2 separate regions of the Mus musculus genome follow, and region 2 is linked to region 1. A link is a contact called in public Hi-C data. All regions are on one chromosome and are shown on one strand. Each heading gives the region's core, a stretch centred on a gene start, on an enhancer-like site or on the middle of the called end of the contact. The rest is flanking DNA. Distances are from core to core; before and after follow the strand shown.

What was found. Hi-C and Micro-C count contacts between places; a contact is called where the count stands out from the background.
Region 2: a Hi-C map of cerebral cortex shows a contact between it and region 1, with 4 times the contacts expected there. The contact joins the enhancer-like site here to the promoter of Tmem132b in region 1. A contact is called at or near these places in 6 of 484 Hi-C or Micro-C datasets (cerebral cortex, cortical neurons, embryonic stem cells and 1 more) and 3 of 115 datasets of contacts at active chromatin or transcription factors (T-cell acute lymphoblastic leukemia, embryonic forebrain and neural progenitor cells).

What each region holds. Positions count from the first base shown.
Region 1 is chr5:125,528,889-125,533,916 of GRCm38.p6, forward strand. Tmem132b (transmembrane protein 132B) reads left to right here and starts at 3,530. Exons shown (of 9, transcript NM_001190352.1): 1 at 3,530-3,802. The coding sequence starts at 3,742.
Region 2 is chr5:125,634,244-125,639,265 of GRCm38.p6, forward strand. Tmem132b (transmembrane protein 132B) reads left to right here. Exons shown (of 9, transcript NM_001190352.1): 3 at 3,939-4,085. Among named protein-coding and RNA genes, the nearest start is that of Tmem132b, 100 kb to the left of the region's middle. Within about 2 kb of position 2,213, at least 7 of the 459 cell types and tissues checked have an H3K27ac peak or open chromatin away from gene starts, as enhancers often do. A contact at or near this core is called in cerebral cortex, where this site is marked.

The sequences.
Region 1 (5,028 bases), core at 2,280-4,779:
ACTATGAAGTGGGAATGGTGATGCTTTATATGTAACGCAGCACACGTGTGGCAGTCAACTCTCTCCTTCCGTTGTGGATTCCGGGGACTGAAGTCAGGTGTGTGGGGTGAGTGTCGTTTCCTGCTGAGATCTCTTGCTTTTCCTCCCATCTGGTCTCAAGTCACAGGCTTATGGGGGACTTCTGGCATCTTGTTAACCTGCTCTTCAACCCTGAGTTTCATTTCCTTCTTTCTTCTTTCTTCCTTCCATTCTCCCTTCCTTTCTCCCAGGATTTGCACTTGGGGTTCCTTGTGTCAAGCCTGGTGCCTGGTCTAGCCCAGCTATTGGGGATGGAGAGCCTCAGCCCCAAGCTTTCCTGATTCCCCGGGCGAGGAACCTGCACCACCTAGGGATGCACTACCCGCTTTGGCCACAAGATGGTAATGTTGCTCTTTGTCCAAAGCCCAGAGGCACCTGGGCAGGGTTTTAGAGGCCAGGCTTGGGAGGGTCCCAAGGGAACAGCCACCTGCTACTTCGGGGTGGTCAGAGCTCTACACCTCAAGGTCAGGTTAGATTTCCCTTACCACACTACAGAACCAGGGCGAGAGTCATTTCCAACCTCAGCTTCTTTGTGTATGTATAGAACCTTGGGAGTCCTGCTTGGTACTCCCCAGGCCAGGTGAAACATGGGGATTTGAAGTTGAGCAGGGATGAGAAGATACACTTGCTGAGGGAGCTACAGGGTCTCCTGGTTATACCCTCAGCTCCTCAGCTCTTCTGGGCCCTCCAGACCCCTCTGCTTAGAATTTCCATAAATACTATCAGAAACACCGGCTTGGTTAACACGCAGAAATCCTCGCCCAGTGAAGGTACAGGCCAAAGCAGGGACGCTCAGAAAGCGTTAGGGGTTTCTACAAAGTCGCACAGCAACTAACCTGCCTTCTCCCTGTCAGCCATTCCACAAAACAGACCCCTCCTTCCTCTGTGGTATTACATCATCACCAGCAAGGGTCAGCTGGGGAGCGCACTCCGGCCCAGCTCTAGAGGTTCTCTGAGATGTGATGAGGTACCTCTGAACTGAACGGGAGTGTGTGTGAGGTGGGGGTAAGGTAACCGATGCCTTCCATCACCCCCGGGGATTTATGGATCTTGGCTTGTGGCCTGCCTTCCATGTACTATGCCCCTACCAAGGAAGCCATAGAATCCCTCTGGTCACAGATCCTAGCTCTTGATGACCTGGTCCAATACACCCTGGCCTCCCTCTGGCTATGGCTGCAGCCTGCGCTATCTCCATCACGGGGCTGCTGTTCAATCCCAGTTCCTCAAGAGTGGCGGTTCCTGCTGTGTTTACTTCTTGAGTCCTCACCATCCAGCCCAGGCCTCGAGCACAGTAGGTGCACAGCTCAGTGATATTCGCTAGTAAATGAAGGAGAGGTGGAAAAGGTGACTGGAGTGGCACCCAGAAGTACCTGAGGTTGGGTAGCATCCCCTACAGCCATAGTCACCAGGGAGAGGGGACACACAGAACCTCTGAACTCAAGAAGAAACCCAGAACCCAAGCGGGGTGGTGGTGGCGCACGCCTTTAATCCCAGCACTCAGGAGGCAGAGGCAGCTATACAGAGAAACCCTGTCTCGAAAAACCAAAAAAAAAAAAAAAAAAAAAAAAAAAAAGAAAGAAAGAAAGAAAGAAAGAAAGAAACCCAGAACCCACTGTCCACCTATTGATGCCTTTGCCAGGAGCATGGCAAAGACAGGATTCCTTATGAAGGAGGGCTGCAGGCAGAGCAGAATTTGTTCTTGGTAACTAACCTGCTCCTGCTCCTTATTCTTTTCTTCTTTTTTAAAAAATTGTGGAAGAGCCTGGAGCTGCCTGGACTAATGAGTCCCTACTAATGAAGTAGGTCCACCAGCCCCCTCACCAGCTGGGAAGGCCGGAGTGTGCTGATACTCGCCCATGGAGGCAAATCAGACACGGTGATAACGGCTGCAGCGAGCATGAGGGTGTTACCCTTGGCGGATCGGGTCAGGGGTTTCCTGTGTGCATTCCTGGGAATACCAGCTAGAGGCTGCCCTGACTTTATGTCTCAGGTTGGGAAATTGAGGCTCTTTGGAGGATTATGAGTTTTGCCTGCCCTGGGTTCTCAACTAAGGATGCTGGGCCACAGTCTGCATCATCCCTGTTGACTGATTTGAGGTCTGACCCATCTTTCTTTTTTTCTTTCTTTCTTTCTTTCTTTCTTTCTTTCTTTCTTTCTTTCTTTCTTTCTTTCTTTCTTTCTTTCTTTCTCTCTCTCTCTTTCTTTTTCTTTTTCTTTTTCTTTTTCTTTTTTTTTTTTTTTTTTTTTTTTTGGTTTTTCGAGACAAGGTTTCTCTGTATAGCCCTGGCTGTCCTGGAACTCACTTTGTAGAGCAGGCTGGCCACGAACTCAGAAATCCGCCTGCCTCTGCCTCCCGAGGGCTCGGATTAAAGGCGTGCGCCACCACTCCCGGCTTCTGACCCATTTTTCTACGCCAAGCCAGGACACCAGAAACTGGTGGCAGGTTGAGCAGAACCCAGACTCTAATTCAGGTGTTTAGACACCACAGCCTCTGTCTGGCTTTGCAGCCTGGTGAAGGGAACTTCCAGGGCCTCTCAGAGAAGCACCTCGGAGCTTCCCTGTTTCAACCTGTCGCCTGGACTAGGCTGTGCATTCAAAGGGACTGTAGTTTCTTGGTCCCTGTAAGCTGGGACTCTCTTCCCACGCCGGGCTGAAGCCTGGCCCACTTCGTGGACATATCGGACGACCTGCCTTGGTGGCGGAGCCGTGCCTCCTCTCCCCACTCCTTAGCACAGAAAGAGCGCTCTGATCTGCCTGAGGCTGGTAGATACTCTTGCGGGCTCTCAGGCCACACCACATCTATCACGTGCCCTAGTCTGCGCGCAGCAATCTATCCCTCACAGATGCCTCCTCTGCGGGCCTCTCCGGTAGCTTGCTTGCCTTCTCAACCCCGGGGACGCCCAGCGTTGCGCTCCCTCCCAACACTCCCTGGGAACCCGCTCCGCACTCTAAACGCTCTCTCTGTCCCTGCCCGACTACCTATTCGGGTCTCCACAGGCCTTGGCGGCCCTGTGCTCTCCCCTGGGAGTGAGTGACACATCCTGACGCTTAACCGCTGGGTGGCCGCCTGGTGTCTTGGCCCGGAGGAGGGGAGGGGACTGGGGGGGGGGGAGGACACCTCCCTGCCTCCTCTTTTTCTATTCTTTAACATCTCTGGGTATGTTCCTCCTCTCTCTTCCTCTCTTCCCTATTCCTCTTCTTCTCCCCTTCCTTTCCTCCTTTCATCTCCTTCCTTCCCTAACTCCATCCTCCTCCCTCTTCTTCTAGCCCCATTCCTCCTCCTCCTCTCCCTCCTCCTTCCTCCTCCCTTCCCCTTCTCCCTCCTCCTCCTCCTTTCCTGTCCTCCTCCCTCCTCCTCCCTCCTGGCTGCTCCCCTCCTCCTCCCTCCTCCCTCCCCTCCTCCCTGCTCGGCTCGCTCACTCTCGCGCTGGCTGGAGGGGCGGCCGGCAGCTGGCGCTGGCCGAGGCGGCGGCGGGATGGGACGCGCGCTGGGGCGCAGGAGCCGCGGCGCCGGCGGGGGCCGCGCAACTCCGGCCAAGTGCAGGGCGGGCGCGCGCTGAGCCCGGGCGCCGTCTGCAGCCGGCGGCCGAGCGCGGAGCTGAGAGGTGCGGGAGGCGGCGGCGCAGGAGCGAGCGGAGCCCGGCGCCGGCTCCCGGGAGGACCATGCGGGCCCCGGCCGCGTCGCTCGGGCTGCTGCTGGCGCTGAGCGCGCTCCGCTGCGCAGGTAACGCGGCCGCGTCCCCTCCCCGACCCCGCGCGCAAAGTTGCTGCCTGGGTCCCAAGTCCCGGGCGGCCGCCGCCTCCTGCTCTTGGCGGGTCTGGGGAGCCCCGGGCGGCCCAAACCCCGCGCGCGTCCCCTTTGCCTCCTCTCCAGTCCCAGCTGCCCTTTGGATCCTTTTGGGGCTCCGGGAGCCACAGGCAGGGCTCCCTGAAATACCCCTCCTTACGCTGCCTGGCACCCGGGCCCCGGGGTCTGCTGGAGATGTAGTGGCCCAGCGTCCGTGGATTGCTGTCCTGTTGTCTGGACACCTGCGGGGCCTGGAGGTCGTCTGGGCTGGCCATGTCTGGCTTGGCTGCAGTCCTTCCCGCGCCTGGTTGCCCCTCTGTTTCCAGCCTCCCAAAGCTACCCGCTCCCCCAAGTGGCTCCCGCTGTCTCCCAAAGTAGCTTCCGCAGGCAGCCAGGTGACCCTGCCGCTCACCCTCTGGAAGCGCGGGTCGTCCCAGCACCCTGACCCATACGTGGTCTAGCAGGACCCGGGAGCGTGGTCCGCTCAGGCACCTAGTGATGTCTAACGTGAAGGTGTTCAGAGCCCTCGCCCCGGGATCCGGGAGTCTGGCTCCAGACTGGCACCTGCGCAGCTGTCGCCTAAACCCCGCGAATGGGGGAAGTCAGAATAGCCAGTTATATGCTGTTTGCAGCCTGGGATGGAGTTGGCTAGGTTCAGCCACCTCGGTGTTGCTACGTGTTGGTTGTAGAGGAAGCTTATCCTAAAATGACAGTACCCCCCTCCCCCACCCCAGGCAAGTAGAGACAATCCCAAAGGCTGGGAAGAAGCGACAGTCACGAGCCCTGTTCATGTGCGTATGAGGGCTGTGTTCTCCAGACCTTTAAAGCCCACGTTTTGGGAGCAGGTAGCTTTAGACTGAGAGCTTCGCTTCCCATTCCTTAAAACAAAAACCGACCGTACAGATACCCAGAACGCGGAAGGAAAAATGCACCCTCAACTTTGCGGCTCCGACTGCCTGGGTGAGGTCGCACTTAGGAGTAAACCTGGATGCCAACTTGTTTGGAAGGATGACTGTGCATAGGCAAAAGTAAATATTGCCTTCCTTCTAGATGACCTCAAGTGACCCCAAATATTTACTAAGACTTTCCCCTTGGAGAGATGGTGGCCAGCCTTGGGCTTTGTTTGCACCACTGGAGGATGGCTCTGGTCCTCAAGTGGAGGG
Region 2 (5,022 bases), core at 963-3,462, 100 kb after region 1:
CACACATCTTTAGTCCCTGCACTCGGGAGGCAGAGGCAGGTGGATCTCCATGAATTCCAAGCCAGCCTGTTCTACATAGTGAGTTCCAGGACAGTCAAGGCTGATACATCATGAGACCCTGTATCAAATAAATAAATTAAGCTAAGTAAGTAAGTTTTAGCTGAGACAGATGGTCAGACAGGTTGATAATTTCCCCTGGTGGCACCTGACTTACTTGGCCTCCTCATGTGCCATTAAGGGGATGCTCACATCTGCACACAGAAGACCCTGCCCATCCCCGATCTTGGAGCTGAGCCCCATGATTCTCAGAGATCTTCTTGTTTCTTTAGAGCTTTCCATTCTCTCTCTGACTCAAAGGCCAAAAATAAATGTATTTTCAGCATCCATTCCCAAGAGTGCAGGAGGGAGACTTCGTCTGCTCTGTGGGTGCCAAGGCAGGTCTTGTGGGGCAGGTGCTCGAAGAAGGTCTCATCACATGAATTTTTTCTCTTCCATCTTTCAGATTTAAATAGTTGTTCAAAAACGTGCTCTCGGCATGGCTTGCCTCCTCTAGACTCCAGATACCTGGTGAAAGAATTCAGGGAGAGGGGGTCTTTATGTGCATGTCCATGCAGTTACCTGCAAAAGCCAGAAGAGGGCGACAGATTTCCCCTTGGAACTGGGGTTACAGGTGGTTCCTGGCCTGTGGGCTGGGAATCCAACGGGGGTCCTCAGGAAGAACGGCAAGTGTTTTACAAACTGAGCCCTCTCCCCAGCCCCTAAACCTTGCACTTTGATGGCTCCATTCCCTGGAAGACTTCTCCTGTGTGCTAGCCCATTACCGAGTCACTTGGCTAACTTTCCTTACATGTTCTGGACACTTTGCGGTGGTAACTTTTATTGCTTAGCCCTGGAAACCTCCAGCTTGCCACAGCAGTGGGGCCACTAATCTCTTCTACGTAGCTTTGGATATTGTAGTTTTAAAATACCAAGTGCTAAGAATATCCCCAAGTCTGAAGATACATATATATTTTTTTCTAAAACAAGGTTAGTGAATATTTAAGACCTGAATTTCTGTGAGCTTAAATCGCTTTAACAAATATAGCCTGAAGTTAAGGGGGATTTAGTTGGGAGGCTGAGCTTTAAGAATTTCATAACTTGTGCTTAAGAGACGGGCAGCATATCAACAATTTGGCTTTACAAGTGTTTTTAATACCCAGCATGCATTTCTTCCTCTATGACTTGAACTTCTTTTCAGCATCCTTTTCTTTTTAAACCCTTCTGATAAGGGATTAACCTCATCCATTACGAAAAAAACCCCATCAAATTCAGCCTGTAAAACTGGCTTTAAGATTTTTGTTCTCAGAAGGAGAATCTTTTTTTTTTTTTTTTTTTTTTAAAAAACTGAGGATAAAGATGTGCAGTCTGGAGCTGTTGCAATCACGCTGTGGCCATAAGAAGAGAGCTCACTGTGGGACAAAGTCTCATGGATGAGAGCCGGACAGGGTCAGGTGTCTGAAGGAGTCGGGGTATCCTTTGAAAGCTTGGTGAATGGGCCAGAATTGTGTGTGTGTGTGTGTGTGTATATGTGTGTATGTGTGAGTGTGTGTGTGTGTGTGTGTGTGTGTGTATGTGTCACTGGCTTTGCCTTGGGAGGTGGGAATAATTTTCTGCCCAGAATTAGGACCAGGAAATATCTAGAAGGAACAGCTAGATTCTGCCCGGAGACTCAGAGATGTGCCCAGGATGCCTGGCAGTGAGTGCCCAGAAGTCTAGGTGGGTCTCCTGAAAATAGTTAGTACTTCCGTGTTTGAATTCAACCATTAGTGATGGACTTTCATCCACTATCCTGTGAGCATCCTTAATCCCTCCAAGACCACAGTGGATGAGGGTCTGTTATCCAGGAAAAACCGAGATTTACAAGCTCAGTGATGTAGCTCAGGCCTTACAGGGAGGGGTCTCTGTGGGCTAACCAGCAACTGGGTTCGCACTTCCCTCTGACCATCTGATTCCCACTTCTAGTCTGAGTATCAGTGGTATGATGAAGGGGTTCTGAGACATCGTATGTGTGGGAAAGATCCCTGTGTGAGTTGTTAGAGGACTCACAGGCCAGAGGGTGCAGCTTCGGTGAGAAGGACTTTTGAATGTAGACACAAGTTCTGGAACATCCTCTTCCCTCGGTCCTTTGGCTAGAGGCAGGGATGGAACAGGACACCTCTGTTTGTGGCATGCATAAATTTAACTGCTAGGGCGTCATGGTGTCAAGAAAGAAAGCTTTGTGGAAGAGGAGCTTAAGACCTAAATCCAGCAGGAAGAATGACTGATCAGATGCAGGAGAGGGGGTGGCAGATGAGTGACATTGGGGCCTCTGGGGGTGTGCTGTCCAGGCTAGGGCTGCGGTTGTCACAGGGAGAGAGAAGGAGGCAGAGTCCCATCTTTGTATTTGATGTATACACAGAGGTTGGCATATCTGAGCATACTCCAGACTCTCTAAGGCAGGGGACAGAGCCAGGCTTCAAGACAGGTCTGGCACCTAGCCATCACCCATTAACACATATACCACTCCCTCTCACATTTCAGTCACTCCTGGGATGGGTCACTTACCTGTGTCCTCCCTCCTTATATAATTTTTCATTGTGGTTGTTCATAATTTAGTGGCTATGTGTTGGGTGTGTGTACTGTGGTGCACACATGGAGACCGGAGGACACACTGCATAAATCTGTTCTCTCCCCCCACCATGTGGGTCCCAGAAGTTGAACTCAGGTCTCCAGGCTTGATGGGAAGCACCTTTATCACCTGAACCAGTTTGCTCTCGCCCTTGCCTCTCTTTTTAATATTAAGATAAAATTCTCATAAAATTCCTTTCAAACCCAGTGACAGAAAAACGGAGGTGCGTAGCAACATGCTGTGTAAAAGGCACGTGTAAAAGGGACAAGATTCGTTTATTTGCTTATTTATTCTTAAGACAGGGTCTCCCTGTGTAGCCCAGGTTGGCCTTGAACTTATAGCAATTCTCCTGCCTCAGTTTCCCCAGGTCAGGGTTTACCCATGGAAGCCATCGCCCATGGTCTGGAACATATCAGCATTAAATTTTTCCTCTTACATTTATTTATTTATTTTGGATGTGTGGAGGTGGGCACCCGGGCCGTGAGGGTGTGCGGAGGTCGTGGGTTCTGGATGCTGAACTCAGAGCATCTGGCTTGGCAGGCAAGTGCCTTCAACCACTGAGCCCACTGAGCCATCTTGCTGTCCCTGAGATCAGTCTTAGAGGAAAGCTATTCATAACCTCTCTTCGCTCTAGCCTCTAGCTTCCTGGGAAGGGAATCTCCATGTGATACTGATAGAGATGCTGTCTGAGGAGATACCATGACCAAGGCAACCCCTATAAAGGACAACGTTTAATTTGGGGCTGGTGTACAGTTTAAGTGGTTCAGTCCGGTATTATCATGACCTGAAGCATGGCCGTGCCTAGGCAGACATGGGGTGGGGGAGGAGCCAAGAATTCTATGTTTGTTTGTTTGTTTATTTATTTATTTATTTTTTCGAGACAGGTTTCTCTGTATAGCCCTGGCTGTCCTGGAACTCACTCTGTAGACCAGGCTGGCCTCGAACACAGAAATTCACCTGCCTCTGCCTCCCAAGTGCTGGGATTAAAGGCGTGCGCCACCACTGCTCAGATGAATTTTATGTCTTGATCCAAAAGGTAGCCGGGAGGATGATCTCATTCCACACTGAGTGAAGCCCTAACATAGGAACCCTCAAAGCCCACCCCCACAGTGACACACTTCCTCCAACATGGCCACACTTCCTAAGAGTGCCCCTCCCCCTGGGCCAAGCATTCAAACACACAAGTCTATGGGAATAGGGGGAAGTCTATTCGGATCACCATAGTGTCTCTCATGGCTCTGGCCAGGTGAAGCCTATTTTCTCATGAGTCTACTTTCTTCTTATGTCATAGAATCAAGGCGGCTGCAGGTGTGAAGATAACGGCTGTGCGGGTGAGCCACGAGGACCAGTGGGCAGTGCAGGAGGAGATTGAGCAGGACGGTACCCAGACCACGGCTGTCCTGTCCTGCATGGGCCACCACCCGGACACCCAGAGCAGGTGAGCCCCGTGATGTGTGGTTTACTAGAGCAAGGGACAGAGAGACATGCTCAGGATGGCGGGTGGACCTTCCTTCAGCGGCACCAGCCTGGGGCAGCCACAGCAGGGATGCACAGCAGCTCAGAGCATCCTTTATGATTCCATGCACCGTACATAGTGAGGCTGCCTGTCTTTCGTTTATCACAGTTTAGAGTCTGACAACCATATTGTTATTGCTGTTGTTTCGATGAAGAACTGAAGGCTGAAATGGTAAGAATGGATCAATTAGAGAGTCAGAGGGAAAGTACTTTTTAAAAAGCAAGCAGGGTGCTCACAGCTATCCGCTGTCTCTCATTGCATATTTTTCTTCAAAAATTTAAAATTATTATTTTTATTAGTTATTATTATTAGTGTGTGCACCTGTTGGTCCGTCTGTGTGTCATGGTGCATGTGGAGGTCAGAGGACAGCTTCTAGGGGTTGGTTCATCATCTCCTATGGGCCCTGGTGCTCAACTCAAGTCCTCTGGTGTAAGAGACAAGCACCTTAACCTGCTAACTTGCTGAGCCATCTCTGGCTCCTGGCTGCTTAAACGAACCTTTTCTGTTGTGTTGAACCCATTTCTCAGGGTGGGAGTAGAAGTGGGGTCCGGGGTGGGGTGGCCGTGGATCCAGAATCTCAAGTCCGGTTTCCTTGCAATCTTTAGAAGCTGGCCTGGGAATAGGGGGAGTGGTGAGCAGAAGGCAGGGAGAGGGGGGCGAGGGCGGGGCGAGGGAGGGGCTTGACCACCTCAGCATCAGAGAGTAGAAAGATCCCTGACTCAACAAGCCCCACCCTTTGCCACATCTATTCTCTCCCCTTACCGAGCTATCTGTCTGTCTGTCTGTCTCCCCCCTTGAGCCAAGGAGCAGTCCTGGTTGAGTGACTGCTGACCCTGCCATCAACTCAGATGCTGCCCAA